2 separate regions of the Mus musculus genome follow, and region 2 is linked to region 1. Evidence: chromatin contacts called from public capture Hi-C data. All regions are on one chromosome and are shown on one strand. Each heading gives the region's core, a stretch centred on a gene start, on an enhancer-like site or on the middle of the called end of the contact. The rest is flanking DNA. Distances are from core to core; before and after follow the strand shown. Region 1 holds the start of Syt10 (synaptotagmin X). Region 2 holds the start of Cntn1 (contactin 1).

Region 1 (7,067 bases), core at 2,879-5,378:
CATAACAATTATAACAGTAGCAAAATTGCAGTTATGAAGTAGCAACAAAGAATAATTTTATGATTTGGGGTCTCAGTAACATGAACAACTGTATTCAAGGGTCCCAGCATCAGGAAAGTTTACTCAGGTCGCAAAAACACTCCTGAGAGTAGCAAAAGGCTTAGGACTCTATAAACTAATACCAGAAAAGTTACTTTCAGAATATGTTTACTTAATCTAAAGCAGAAATCAAACTTAAGAGGGTTATTAGAGGGATCTGCATCACTCTACTTAAGCAAGCACAGTCTGTAAGTGGTGTAGAGGATAAATTACTCATTTGTTCCTCCACATCACATTCTGCTCACCCAGAGCTTTCAAACTCACATGATGCACTACACACTGTTCTGCCCAGACTGTAGATAAACGAGGAGGGCAAGAACGACTGGAAAGTCCTCTACTAAAATGTGTTACTTAACGTCCAGCATTCAGGAGAGAGTCAATATTTTTTAACTAACTGTTAAATTATTTTTTATTCTCGTCTTAAAAATCACTACTCGTTATGCAATAAAGAACAAAAACCAAAACAAAACAAAAAAAGGCAAAAACAAAAGAACCCTGCAGATTTTAGTGTTTCTAGATTGTGTCATACCACTCAGTGTTCCTATGAATCAGGTAAAAGTGACTCAGCTAATGAATGCTTACCCACCGTGCTGCTGTTCCTAATCCTTACGGTGAGCCTTACCGTATTGTCCATCCAGGAGACATGAACCATAGACTGACTGGTAGCTGAAAATAAAATCCTGTGTTTTAACAGAACGAGAAAACAAACATGCTCAGCATGTTCTGTTTCAGAAATTATGTCTCCTTTGCCTAATAATAGATAATCAAACCCTAGGGATACAACATGGGAGTGAATCACATGAAAATGATTTTTTTCTCTGCTATTTTCCTTTGATTGAAATAAATTTCATATCCATACAATATACCCTGATTGTGGTTTTACACACACACCCCACACCGCTTCTCCCAGATTCTCTCCCCACCACCACCAAATTCTACACCATCCCTTTCTCTTTCTTGTCAGAAAACAGACACCTAAAAACTAATAATAACAGAAATATTTTAATAGCGCAATATGACAAAAGGAACAAACACGAACAAGAGACAATGAAAAAGTAAAAGAAGAAAAAGCACGCAGAGACACAAACATAAGTTTCATGAAACATACAACCATAAAGCACAATGTCTTAGTCAGGGTTTCTATTCCTGCACAAACATCATGACCAAGAAGCAAGTTGGGGAGGAAAGGGTTTATTCAGGCTTACATTTCCAAACTGCTGTTCATCACCAAAGGAAGTCAGGATTGGAACTCAAGCAGGTCAGGAAGCAGGAGCTGATGCAGAGGCCATGGAGGTGTGTTACTTACTGGCTTGCTTCCCCTGGCTTGCTCAGCTTGCTCTCTTATAGAACCCAAGACTACCAGCCCAGGGCACCACCCACGATGGGCCCTCCAACCCTTGATCACTAATTGAGAAAATGCCCTACAGCTGGATCTCATGGAGGCATTTTCTCAAGGGAGGCTCTTTTATCCGTGATATCTCCAGCTTATGTCAAATTCACACAAAACCAGCCAGTACACATAATATATATATAAAACAACTATAAGGTTTAAAAAGAGAAGGAAGGAGGAGAAGGAACAGGAGGAAAAAAAGAAAGAGAAAAGAAGCCCTGAGACAAATAACCTTCCAAAATTGCCATTGAGTTAGTTTTGTATTGATCATCTACTGCTGAGCGTGTGGCCTGTCCTAAGCATGTTTTCTATAACCAGTGAACTCTGTTGGAGTAAACTAAGTTTTCATTTGTAAGCAGTTACCAGTTGGAGACATATTCTGGGTAAGGGTTGGGGAGGGGGAGTCTTCATACAAGGATACCCCACTCCCTTGTCTCTCTAGTCTCAGGTTCTTGGCCACCCAAGCACGGTTGGGTATGAGTTCCATCTCCTGGAGCAGGACTTAAATCCAATCAAATACTAGCTGGTTATTCCTACAATGCTTGTAGCATTACTGCCCCATTGTATCTTGCAGGCAGGTCACAATTACAAGTGGAAGGGTTTGTAGCTGGGTCGGTTTTTACCTTTCTTCTTCAGAAACATCCCACGTACCTTCCAGTAACCATGAACACTGGTCCATAGGAGTGAAGTCCCAGTGTCGGCAAGAGCACCACTTCTCCATCTTCAGTGAGTTGTGTAGGTGTTGTCTTTACCGGAATGGCTTCTCTGTCATCTAGTGGAGAGCCACCAATACCTTTGACAATAGCTTGAGTTGTTTGGGGCTTCTATGGGACCCTTTGAACAATAACTACATTAACTATAACCTATCCATGGACTTGGAAGTTTCATTTAATTGAGGGATGTGCAGGTAGGGCTCTGTTTCCTCATTATTTGGTGATTTCAGTTAGATCACTTTCATATATGTGTACATTTTAGAAGCTTCTACTGTATTGGGTTTCTATATGACTCCTCAAATGGCTTTAAGTGTCCCTCTTCAACCCCCCCCCTCCTGCTTTCTACCTTCTCCTTCTTTGATCACCCCTCCTTGTCGTGGCTTGAATGAGAACAGTCTCTACAGGCTCATAGACTTGAACCCTTGATCCCCAAGGAGTAGCTATTTTAAAAGATTAAGAGGTATGCCTGGTAAGGAGTGTTTCGGTGGTCACTGGGATTCCTGGGTTAGAAAGTGTTTCTAGGTATTGGGAGCTGTCCCGAGAAATGGGAATGGGCTAGATAGGAGTGGTGGAACTGAGAGAGTACACTGGAGGGAGGGTAGCCTGCCTGTTCTCCTGGCAGGAGCAAAGTGGTTCCCTGTAAATAGAGGCAGAGATCTAGGAGGGGCCCCAGGCAGGTGGTCAGCTACAGGTCTGGGGATGATTGGAAGGCAGGAAGGAAAGTGAAGATTGCATTGGCTACTCAGGCAGGTATGGCCAGAGGGTTTACAGGGAGTACCTCCAGGGGTTAGAGACTGAGATAAAGGGATTCAGTGAGGAGAAGTTCTGCATTATCCTGTGGGAAATGGGGGCTGAGAGAACTTTGTGGCAGCAGCAAATGGTCTTCTACAAAGCTGAGGATAAGACTGGCGACTTGGAATTGGAAAACAGAGAGTGAAGAACTATCTGATTCACGGGCTGGTGTGGAAAGGGTTTTTAAACTGAGTAGTTGCTTTTATCATAGCCTGTGGTAGCTTTATCATAGCCTGGGGTAACTGCTTTCTAATTTTATTTTGTATCTTCAGCTTCATTGCTGATTTACACCAACTTGAATTAGAGAAATTTAGACGGGGGTCGGGGGATTGATGCCCCCCATTAAAGCCCTTTGTTCTAACAGGCTGTGAAAAAGACTTCAAAACAATGTCTTTACAATTAAGAGTGCGCCTGTAGCTGATTGCACTGAACCTAATCCCCCACACTCGTTTGACACAGAAATCTTGTCTTCGCACTGTTTAAGCCGCCAGCAGAGAAGAAACTAGAATCAAGTGGCGTCTCTCAGTCACGAGTTATGATTTCAATAAATAAAACCCTGATGGATGGCATATTTCGTTCTGTAGATGACAGTGAATTCAAATTTTCCTGTTCACAGTGCCGGGTAAACCCAACTTCTGATGAACCTCACTGCTGGTGATAACAGTGTTCTTACCTAGAACGTTCTCTATCCCCAAACTATCATTGTTCCAAGTCGTTTAAAAACAAATTGTAAACAGGTGTCACTCTACCTCGCATGACCTGTCTTCTGATTACTTTTATTTAAAAATAAAAATAAAGATCCGCAGGTCTGGAACGGGGAATAGCTTTTCCTTTCTTTCTTTTTTTAAAAGATAAAGAATCGGGGAGGGACCAGGGAGTAGCAAAGTTGGATTGAAAGGGAGAAATGAAAAGAGTGTGACGGGGGCTCAGAAAGGTGTATGGAGGGCACTGTCGCCTCTGCCCCCGCTGCCCGCGCCAGCCTGCCATTGGCCGCGCCGCCCAGCACCCGGGAGGCGCCGTTCTGCGCGCCGCCGCCCCTCGCTCCCCGCCGGCTGGGCTCCGCGCGCGCCTCCGAGCGCTCCGAGGAGAAGCGCAGACCTGGCAGCAGCGTCCGTTGGCGCGCGCCGCCCTCCTGCGCCCGTGCCAACCATGGGGCCAACTCGCAACTCTTAGGGCTCTGCCTCAGACCAAGGGAGATCAACGGAGCTGCGAGCAGAAGCCAAGATGAGTTTCCGCAAGGAGGACGGTGTGAGCAGCCTGTGCCAGAAGGCGCTGCACATCATCACCGAGCTGTGCTTCGCGGGTCAGGTGGAGTGGGACAAGTGTTCGGGCATCTTTCCAGCCGATAGGAGCGGCCAGGGAGGAGGTGGCACAGGTAAGGGGATCCGCTTGCGCTTCCCGGGACAAGGGGCATTTTCGGGGCTGACTTCCTGGCTGGAGCTTATCTTGCCGGGCCTCGGGGGACTTGCTCGCTGGATTTGTTGCCTGCACCTGCTAGGTCTCTGCTCCCAGGCTGCTCTCGCGCTCTCCCACCTGCTGCTCTGGCGTCCCAGGGACTCGGTGCTCTAGCTTGTCCTGCAGGGTGTAGCAGAATCACCCAGCCTGGCAGGAGAATCTGCGCTTGGCCTCAAGGAACCTAGTTCTAGAGGGAAGGCTGTGTCGTCAAGCCCCAAACGCAGGAAGGATCCCTCAGCTCTAACTTTCAGATGCAACCTGTCGAGCTCTTCAAAGCTTCCAATGCCTTTTATAATGCATATGTAATTTTCTAGCGCTTCTTGGCTACCGTGGCGAAAGGGTAGGGACTATTGACACCAGGCACTCAGGACACTTGTCAAAAAAATGGAAAAGAGATTTTAAATCCTTTCCAGTTGCGTCCAGAACCTTGGAAGCAAATATCAGGGGGAAGAGATGTAATCAGATGACCCCAGGGTCACTTGATCGCTTTAGGAGATGCACTGGCTCCGTGCGTGGGGGGGTCTTGTCTCATTCACTTTGTTTTCTCGAGTCATTTTGGTCTCCAGGCAAGGGTTTCTACCTTCTGGGTAGCCAGGGCAACAGGTAAGCGCAACCGCAACGTCAGGCTCAGGAGAGAAGTGCAGAAGATGAAAGAAGAGTTATGGTTTCACCATCGACCCTAAGAGCTAGACAAAGGAAGGGAGAGTCTGGTGGGATGGGAATGGGTCTGGTTTAGCTGTGTCTTTGGGTTGTTTACATTGACTGTCTCCAAGGTTTCCAAATGCTCTGCTGATGGCAACAGAAGCAGGGCGGGGGGGGGGGGGGGGGCAGGGGGGGTTGTCTGAGCTTATCAGAACCAGGGACTCTTGAAGCAGAATGATACATTGTTGTTGCTGTCAGTGTGATAGAAGCGTCTTTTTTTTTTAAATGTATAAACACAACCAAAGCCATTTAAACCGCGTGTGTGAGTGTGTGTGTGTGTGTGTGTGTGTGTGATGCAAAGGATGTAAAAAAAAAAAAAAATCAAAGTGCTGCTGCTACTGTAAAGACCTCTGTAAACCGAGTAAGCTCGTCTAAAATGCCTTTAAGTGAACATTAAGCCTAGGTTCAGAGTGGAGGAAGTGAGAACACTTAATTCTAAGGACATGTATTTGATCACCAATAGTCAATGCAGAGGCCATACCCCTAATTCTTATTCTTTCTTGGCCCTTGCGATTACACACGAAGAGGTGGTTTCCTGGCTCTCATTGGCTAACAGTGTTAGAAATTGCATGACAAATGGACGCTAAAACAGGTTCGGTTCTCGACTGTCCAAAATGTGTAATTGTGTTAATTCGAGGTATGTAAATTTCATGGTATGTAAATGGCAGTAAGAGTTCTGAGGTTTTCATAATCACTACAGTGCTTAACTGTAGTCCTAATTCTCATTAGACATTCATTTGGGGGAGAGAAGGGGATGAAGAAAAATGACTCTAAAACAATTCAGTATTTTTCTTTCTTTAAGGACAATACGTACTATTAAAGTGGGAGATCCTGTCTGATATGTGAACATAGACAGTAGCTCTCACTAGAGAAAGACAGTCCACAAATTACTCATGACATTCGAAGATAAAGGAGAGTCCTCTGCTTTTTCATTTGTAAACTGTGAAATCAGTTAAAAGCAAAGGGTTCTGAGTTTAGTGCTCCGATATTAATGGATAATAGAAGCAGACTTGATGGTTATTTGCTAAATGTTTAATTATATCAGCTAGCTACTCAGATGCCTGCTGTTCTGTGGATTTTCTCACAACGTGGGCCCTTTTTTATGGCTCCTGCATGAAAGCACTTCCAACGGTTGCTGTTGACTGCATTGTAGGTGACTTTTATTGATATGATAGTGGTTCACTTTTAAAGTAACCGGTGCGTTATAGCTAACAGTGTTCTTTTTACATTGCAGTGACAATCTTGAGATTTGAAATTGCATCACTCTTCAATCTGTCACCCAGTAACAGCAAGAGAAAGATTCATGTAATCCCAGACAAAGTCATTGCCACAGGAAGGGAGTTAGAAATCTAGTATATCACTAGGACAGAGATGCGGCCCTGGAGGGTCCACCGTCCAGCCAATCAAGCTCAGGTATTGGTGAAATGTTGGAGATTTAGACTGTAGTGACTAATGCTAACTAAACTGCCCTTCTTAGATGCTTAGTAAAAGTCATTAGATGAATCAACAGTACTCCATAGAATACAATGTAGTATAACAATACTATGAGGTGCGCCATGTGTACATTTATTTTAGGTATTTTCCTCATTTACATTTCCAATGCTATCCCAAAAGTCCCCCATACACTCCCCCAACTCCCCTACCCACCCACTCCCACTTTTTGGCCCTGGCGTTCCCCTGTACTGGGGCATATAAAGTTTGCAAGTCCAATGGGCCTCTCTTTCCAGTGATGGCCATCTTTTGATACATATGCAGCTAGAGTCAAGAGCTCCGGGGTACTGGTTAGTTCATTTTTAAAAAAACTAGATGTGAGAGAAGCTTAAAAACAAAAGACATTGAATGACCCCAAAATCGATATGTTACCCTATAAAGTCATTTAGTGCACAACATGATATAACCAAGAGAGCTTATGGGAA
Region 2 (6,616 bases), core at 3,106-5,605, 2.2 Mb before region 1:
TAGGCAATGATGCTCCATACACATAGTTATAAATAATGCTAGAACAGTTATTAATTAATAAATAATTGCTGTAGCCCAAGTCCTGTCTTGAATGCCTTCCATGCATTTTCTCAGGATAAACCAGCAACGCCTCTACAGTGTTATTGTAGACCCCAATAGTGAATGAATATATATTCATATATCTGCATAACGAAGCCCCCCACAGCCTATGTCTTAACCAGGACAGTATTCATGACAATTAGGAACTTAATAGAAATGGAACTGCAGAAGGAACCGTGTCATTTGAGATCTTGGGGAAGAAAGCCAAAATAGGAGGGAGAGCAAGGAAGGAGGCTTTAGAAAAGTAAGAAAACTTGACAACAGATGATTGTGGTGTCTACAGCTGAAATTTAGGGGAAGATGAGAAAAAAACATGGAAAATATCTGTCAGAGGGGAAGAACAGACTGGTAATAAGCAGAAAACAGATACGGCACTGGTCAAGCAGGGGGCTTCCCATTGACTTAGAGAACGTAGATTCTAGGATATGATGATGCTAAGCATAGACAGTTTATGTGTAGAAATGGTAGCACTTGACTGAAGACATCAAGAGATTAGACAAGTACATACAAAGTAGATGGGTTGTTTAGAGCAGAGAATAGACCATGTTAATGGGCATGGGGGCAGGGTAATGGATATATCATGGAAAATGCAGCAAATTCACTTTGACTATTATGGTGAGGACCAGAGAGAGAGCTGAGGAAGGAGACGGTTAACTTGGAGAGTGTCCCAAGGACCAGTGATGACTTCCTATTTGTTGATTTTGGGTTGGGGTGGGGTAAGATAGAATGCTCTTACTTGTAGAAATCTAGTCTATCTTCTACCAAACTCTCTGGTTGGGTGTGTGGTGCATAAGGAAGAATATATGGTAAAAACAGAATCCAGTCATCACCTGTGTTAGACCACTGAGTCATTCTGGGGTAAGAATACAGAAACACCCCACACATTAGCCATGAGTCATCACTGGCAGGATAATGGAGACAGAGTTTCCAAAAGTAGCCCTCAATTCTGCTCTCTATTGACAAATAGATAAGCCTCAAATCCCTTTGCAACACTGATGTGAATAATTTGCTATGATGATGGGGTTTCAGCATTTGTCTTTGAGCCTGCCTAGAATGTTCAGTGTGGTCATTGTAAAACAATATAGGTCATGATGTCCCGGTTTGTTTGGCTGGTTGGTTGTTTTTTGTTGTTGTTGTTTTTGTGTTTGCTGGTTTTTGTTTGTTTGTTTGGGGGTGGCATTTGCTGTGATAATACACTGAACAACACAAAGACTGCTAAATTCCTTTCTCTGGCTAGCTCAGCTACTTTCCTTTTATAGCCTAGGCCCCACTGAGTGGGGATGGTGCTGCCTACAATGGGCTGAGCACTCCTGCATCAATTAGAAAGTAAGAAAATACTGAGGGAACAGGAAAGGGTGAGTGTACTGGCTGGTTTTATGTGTCAACTTGACACAAACTGGAGTTATCACAGAGAAAAGAGCCTCCCTTGAGGAAATGTCTCCATGAGATCCAGCTGTAAGGCATTTTATCAGTTAGTGATCAAGGTTGGGAGAGCCCATTGTGGGTGATGCTACACCTGGGTTCTATAAGAGAGCAGGCTGAGCAAGCCAGGGGAAGCAAGCCAGTAAGGAACATCCCTCCATGGCCTCTGCCTCAGCTCCTGCTTCCTGACCTGCTTGAGTTCCAGTCCTGACTTCCTTTGGGGATCAACAACAATGTGGAAGTGTAAGCTGAATAAACCCTTTCCTCCCTAACTTGCTTCCTGGTCATGATATTGTCTGCAGGAATAGAAACCCTGACTAAGATAGTGAGAATGGTGATTTTTCAACTGGGGTTCCCTTTTTCTAGGAAAGTCTAGTTTTCTCAAAAAAAAAAAAAAATAATTAGTAAAACCTTTTTTCAGAAATGCATTTCTTTGTCTAGCTAGATAATGAAACAAGTACTACATAAGGTTAACCACATAAGACTAAGTGTGATGGACAAGGTTTCCACTTGTATTATCGTCCAAGGCGATCCAGGTTGTAGCTTTAAAAACGGCATGTAGTTGATAAATGTGGATTCTGTATAATAATCAGTAGTAGCTCTGCTTATTCACAGTCAACTGTGTTCCCACTCCCACAGTGCAAACATGCTCAGATATTTAAGAAAAGCTTCCTGACAAACCTAGATGCCAACTCTGTTATTCTTTCCTGGAATACCATGAGAGTAAAACTAAGAATGAAACACTCCCCAAATCAGATAATCAGGCAGTTGGGGTGGCAAATTCAACACCAGCTCCCCTCTGATATATTAGAATATCTAGGAGTTCAGAAATTAATTCTGAAGCATATAAAGAAAAAAGTTACCCCAGCACATATTTTTGCTGATATCAACACTATTTAAATTTATTACAGGGACTAATAATTACGGAAAACTGCAGAGTCTTATATTTGAAGAGGAATGCACAGTAGACTTTAGTAATAGTAGAGTTGAGATTTGTGACAGATTTTAAGCCCACTATTTGTTCCTCCTGAATCTCAATTTTTTTTTGAATTTACGGAAAAAAAAATAAATGTACAAACATTTATAAAAGGAAGGTCCATGCAATACAAATACGTCTGAAATATCATGTCGGCACAAATTTATATAAGCCACAAGAAAGATGCGTCCAAGGAACTACATCAAAACTATCTCAGATGGTCATACCAGTTCCACAATCCTGCATCCTGAAAAGTGGGTGGGTCCTTTCCAGACCCCAGAGAGTAGCTAGCTACAAGTTACCACACAGATAAATTTATTTCCAAATAGCCAAGATATACAAGCATGCGCACAATATTGTGCACCAGTGAATTAATAAACTATTGTAGATATGATATATACTAATGTGATGCCTTTATATACTTCAAGCTGCAATGGTCGATATGCACCATGAATCCGAAAAACGTGGGATAAAACCCAGAAATCCATTCAAAATAATAATAATTTTGGAATACATCCCTTTCTGTAAGCTACAGAAACGTTATCCCGAGTGTGAAGGTAGGGAGGGGGTTGTTACTCTGAGTTTCTCTCTTCCCTGGCTTCCCCCCCGCCCCCCCAATGAAGAATCTGATTCTATTTTACCCCTCCCACCCCGTGCTTGCAGATTGCTTGAGAAGACCAAGGCAGCCTGCTCAGCAGCAAAGAAACCGGCTGGCTGCGCAGGAGCTATATATAGCTCCTCCACCTTGGAGATGTGCACACACAGGCACACATACTGATGCCCATGCTGGATTTGGCATGGGGGGAGAAAAAGGACAGCCAGAAATGGCTACACCTCTCACTTCTTGCTTCTTTCCCACCATTCCTATTTTCCCCCCAGGATTTTTCCCAGCAGGGTATCTGATTTCCCTGCAATTCTTCTCCCTACTGCTACCAGCAATCTGATTCCAGCAGGAATCGGCACTGGGCCAACACCCAGTGCCCAAATGCGGTCACCCAGGGAGGATGCTTTGGAGCTCATCCTGACACAGCCACTTGATTAGATGAAGTGGTAGTTCCCCGTAGGAAACAGCGAGGCCGGTGGGAAACTGCCTTTCTGCCCTGCCCAATCCGCAGAACCTTGTGGAGGAGGTACGTTGGCTTTCCCTCAGATTGGATACATCAGAAAATGCGGAGATTCTCCCCAGTCACCAAGCCCTAAGGGAGCTGGTTTTTAGCCAGGGGAAGTACAAGCCCCTGCCTTCCTCATGGCCATCACCGGCAGCCAGCGCTGTGCTGGAGGGTACCCCGCAGGTGCGGGGGAGGGGAGCAGGCGGCGCCCCGCATGCGGAGCAGTTGAAGAGCTCACAGGACCCGCGGCTCCTGCAGCTGGCACGTCTGCGACCCCAGCCCCCAACCTCATCGACAGGGCAAACCCCAGGCCTGACCCCGCAGCAAGCTGCTGCGTCTGCGAGGAAAGTTGCCCAGACGCAGTGCCCCTTGGGGCCCCTTTCAGCAACCCTTCCCGGTGCATCACCCCGGCTCCAGCATCCAGACCATCACCACCCCCTCCATCCCATCTTCTGATTGGTGTCATAGGTGTCGCGGTGACAGCTACAGCGACCCCGGGAGCCGGGGTAACCAGGGCGGGGCAGGGGCTGGGTGGCCTCAGGGAAGCACGCGTTCCCTGTGCTCTGCAGAAGGGCGAGCCTGCCTCCTACCTGTTCCCCACTCCTGTCGCCTCCTCGCTGCCTGGCCCTACAGCTTTCCCGCTCCCGCTGCAAACAGCTGGGAGCGCATCTCCCACCAGCCCAGCGCCACTCCTCGCTTAGGCGGAGCCCACCCTAGCTACTTGACAGCAGTAGCCGGGGCCTCAGAGTGCAGTTATTGGGGCCGCGGGGAGAGGAGGCGGGGACCGGAGGGAAACTTGCACCTTTGATTGGACAGAGGAGATGTCATTCTCAACTCTAGGGTTTCTGTGGACTGACTCTTAGCTTCTGAGCCCACCAGCGAAGAGTCCTTGTAGTCCGCGGATTGAAAACCTTCTGCTTCTGGGTCAGAGGGCCTCTGAGAAGGGAAACTACCCTTAGAAACTACCATTAAAGGTTCCAAGAGGGAGGGAGGATCTGCCAAAGCCAGATCTCTGGAACTTTTAAAAGAGATTCTCTGCTCCTGGAGATTCAACCAGGGGCACCAGCAGAGGCAAAAAAAAATGCTCAGTATGAACGTGGACTTCAGTGAAGAAACAGAAAACGGGATGCACAATTAAGCGGAAAGAAATCGCAGTCAAATCAGAAATGGTGATTTTGTTCCTTTGCAGTTGCCTATCATTGACCACATAGGTCATGAAAGATTTCCTCAGAGCAAAAATTGTAGAAACTCTATATACCATTTAACCAAAATTTGCTTACATAGGGTCCTGTATTTAAAATGGGGGAAAATGCTATAAAATAAACGTTCAGAGTAAAGCAAACTGAGACATTTGCCATGGGCAATTCCGTGGGTGACAAGTGTTTATTTAAAGTAATGGCACAATACTGATCGATAACCAGTCTCTCACATGCTCAAGTTGTGGGGGGGGGGGGGGGGGTATATGAAACCAGACAGCTGGGTGAACCTAAGTCTGTTTTTTAAGAGGGCAAAATGCCTTTGTGCTCAAGTGTCACCTCTGCTATCTATCCAGGTGGAACCAGAAAGCTATATCTGAGGGACTCCTTAGCGAAAGACCAAGGAGAACTGTAAATAAAATTGGAGTAGTGTGTTCTCTCAGGACCTATTGAGGAAAGAAGACACCCACTTCTTCCAAAGAGCTCCATTTGTCTTCTAGCTAGGTAACTTAACCATCTTAACGCATGCTGAACATAAGAAAGAATGAATGTACATGGATGGGTTGGTAAAAGACCAGCCTCCTGGACCAAAGAGAAGGCTGATGCTACCCAAAGCTAAGTGCAGATGGTCAGTGCTCAGATTTTTAATACCATCGGGTCCATCTTGCTGTATTCTCTTTACAGCACTGTAAGACTCAGTCTTTACAGAAGAGGAGGGGGGGGTGTAATATACAAGGAACAATTGATTCGATCTGTTTGCCAGAGATAGTCTTGCAATTGCTACAAAGTATCAACAGCTCCTGAGTTGTTCCCTGCCCACCCCCCCATAACATGCCTGCTAGCTTTCTATCTTCTTCCTTTAATACACACTCCAGTTTTCCTACTGAACTGCACCAAATTCCTGGATTACAGTGCGCTTGTCCTGTGCCATCCATATTTTCTGCCCTGTAACAAAGCTGAGCAGCAATGAGATGCAGAACTCGGAACGGGAGCCTGGCAGGACAAAAATTAGCAAACAGCCTAGTAGGGAATGAGTTTTCAATGTTAGTATCTCTTGATTGTTCAATAAATCTAAACTACCTGGGCTTTGTGCTGCCTTCCAATACACTCTCCTCTGGGAGGAGAAAGCATAGAATGAAAGGGGAAAAAATACTGAATATTCAGTTTCATGAGCATTGCAACAGTCAATGAGCAGACTACTAAAAACTCCACCATTTCCTCTTCTTATCCCTTCGTTCTTCACTGAACAAGTATTAGCATTATAGATGCGTTACGGGCAAGCAAGGATAAACTGGCTTTTTTGGAGGTTATTTCTTTCTAAGCACATACTGCTGGTTGTGTATTTCCTGACCTCATAAACATGTGTGTGCATGCACACAAAGAGTTATTAATTGCATTCAGATTATTTCTATCTCACCAGGCGTATTTATTTTCAAATAAGGTACTCTCGCCGGGTTTTTGTAACAGCTCTCCTCAGAGAGCAAAGTCTGTGCGCCTGTTCACGGCACACCTATGTTTCTATTTGCACAGGAACGCTAGCAATGCCTGCTGCACAGCACTTTGCTCTTTGCCAAACCAATTTCACGTACTCTGGGATCTGTGCTGTTACAATTCCGAGCTTAATCCTAATAGATGCGCAACAGGACTAAATACTTGCTCCAGTGAACATCTAGACACAAATAGAGCTCAGCTTGTAAGACCAAACAATCATTATTTTTTTTCCACTACATAAATTTATCTGGTATGGGCCGTGTCCAGCTCCCTCCCTTTCTCCTCCCTGAATCATCTTCTTATTGATGGTTTTTTTTTCAAAA

The links. Capture Hi-C pulls out chosen DNA fragments and counts their contacts.
Region 2: a capture Hi-C map of embryonic stem cells shows a contact between it and region 1, with 7 times the contacts expected there. The contact joins the promoter of Cntn1 here to the promoter of Syt10 in region 1. A contact is called at or near these places in 1 of 39 promoter capture datasets (the 3T3-L1 cell line) and 1 of 9 other capture datasets (embryonic stem cells).

What each region holds. Positions count from the first base shown.
Region 1 is chr15:89,838,921-89,845,987 of GRCm38.p6, reverse strand. Syt10 (synaptotagmin X) reads left to right here and starts at 4,128. Exons shown (of 7, transcript NM_018803.2): 1 at 4,128-4,369. The coding sequence starts at 4,219.
Region 2 is chr15:92,048,904-92,055,519 of GRCm38.p6, reverse strand. It overlaps Cntn1 (contactin 1), which reads right to left and starts at 4,355. Exons shown (of 24, transcript NM_001159648.1): 1 at 4,197-4,355.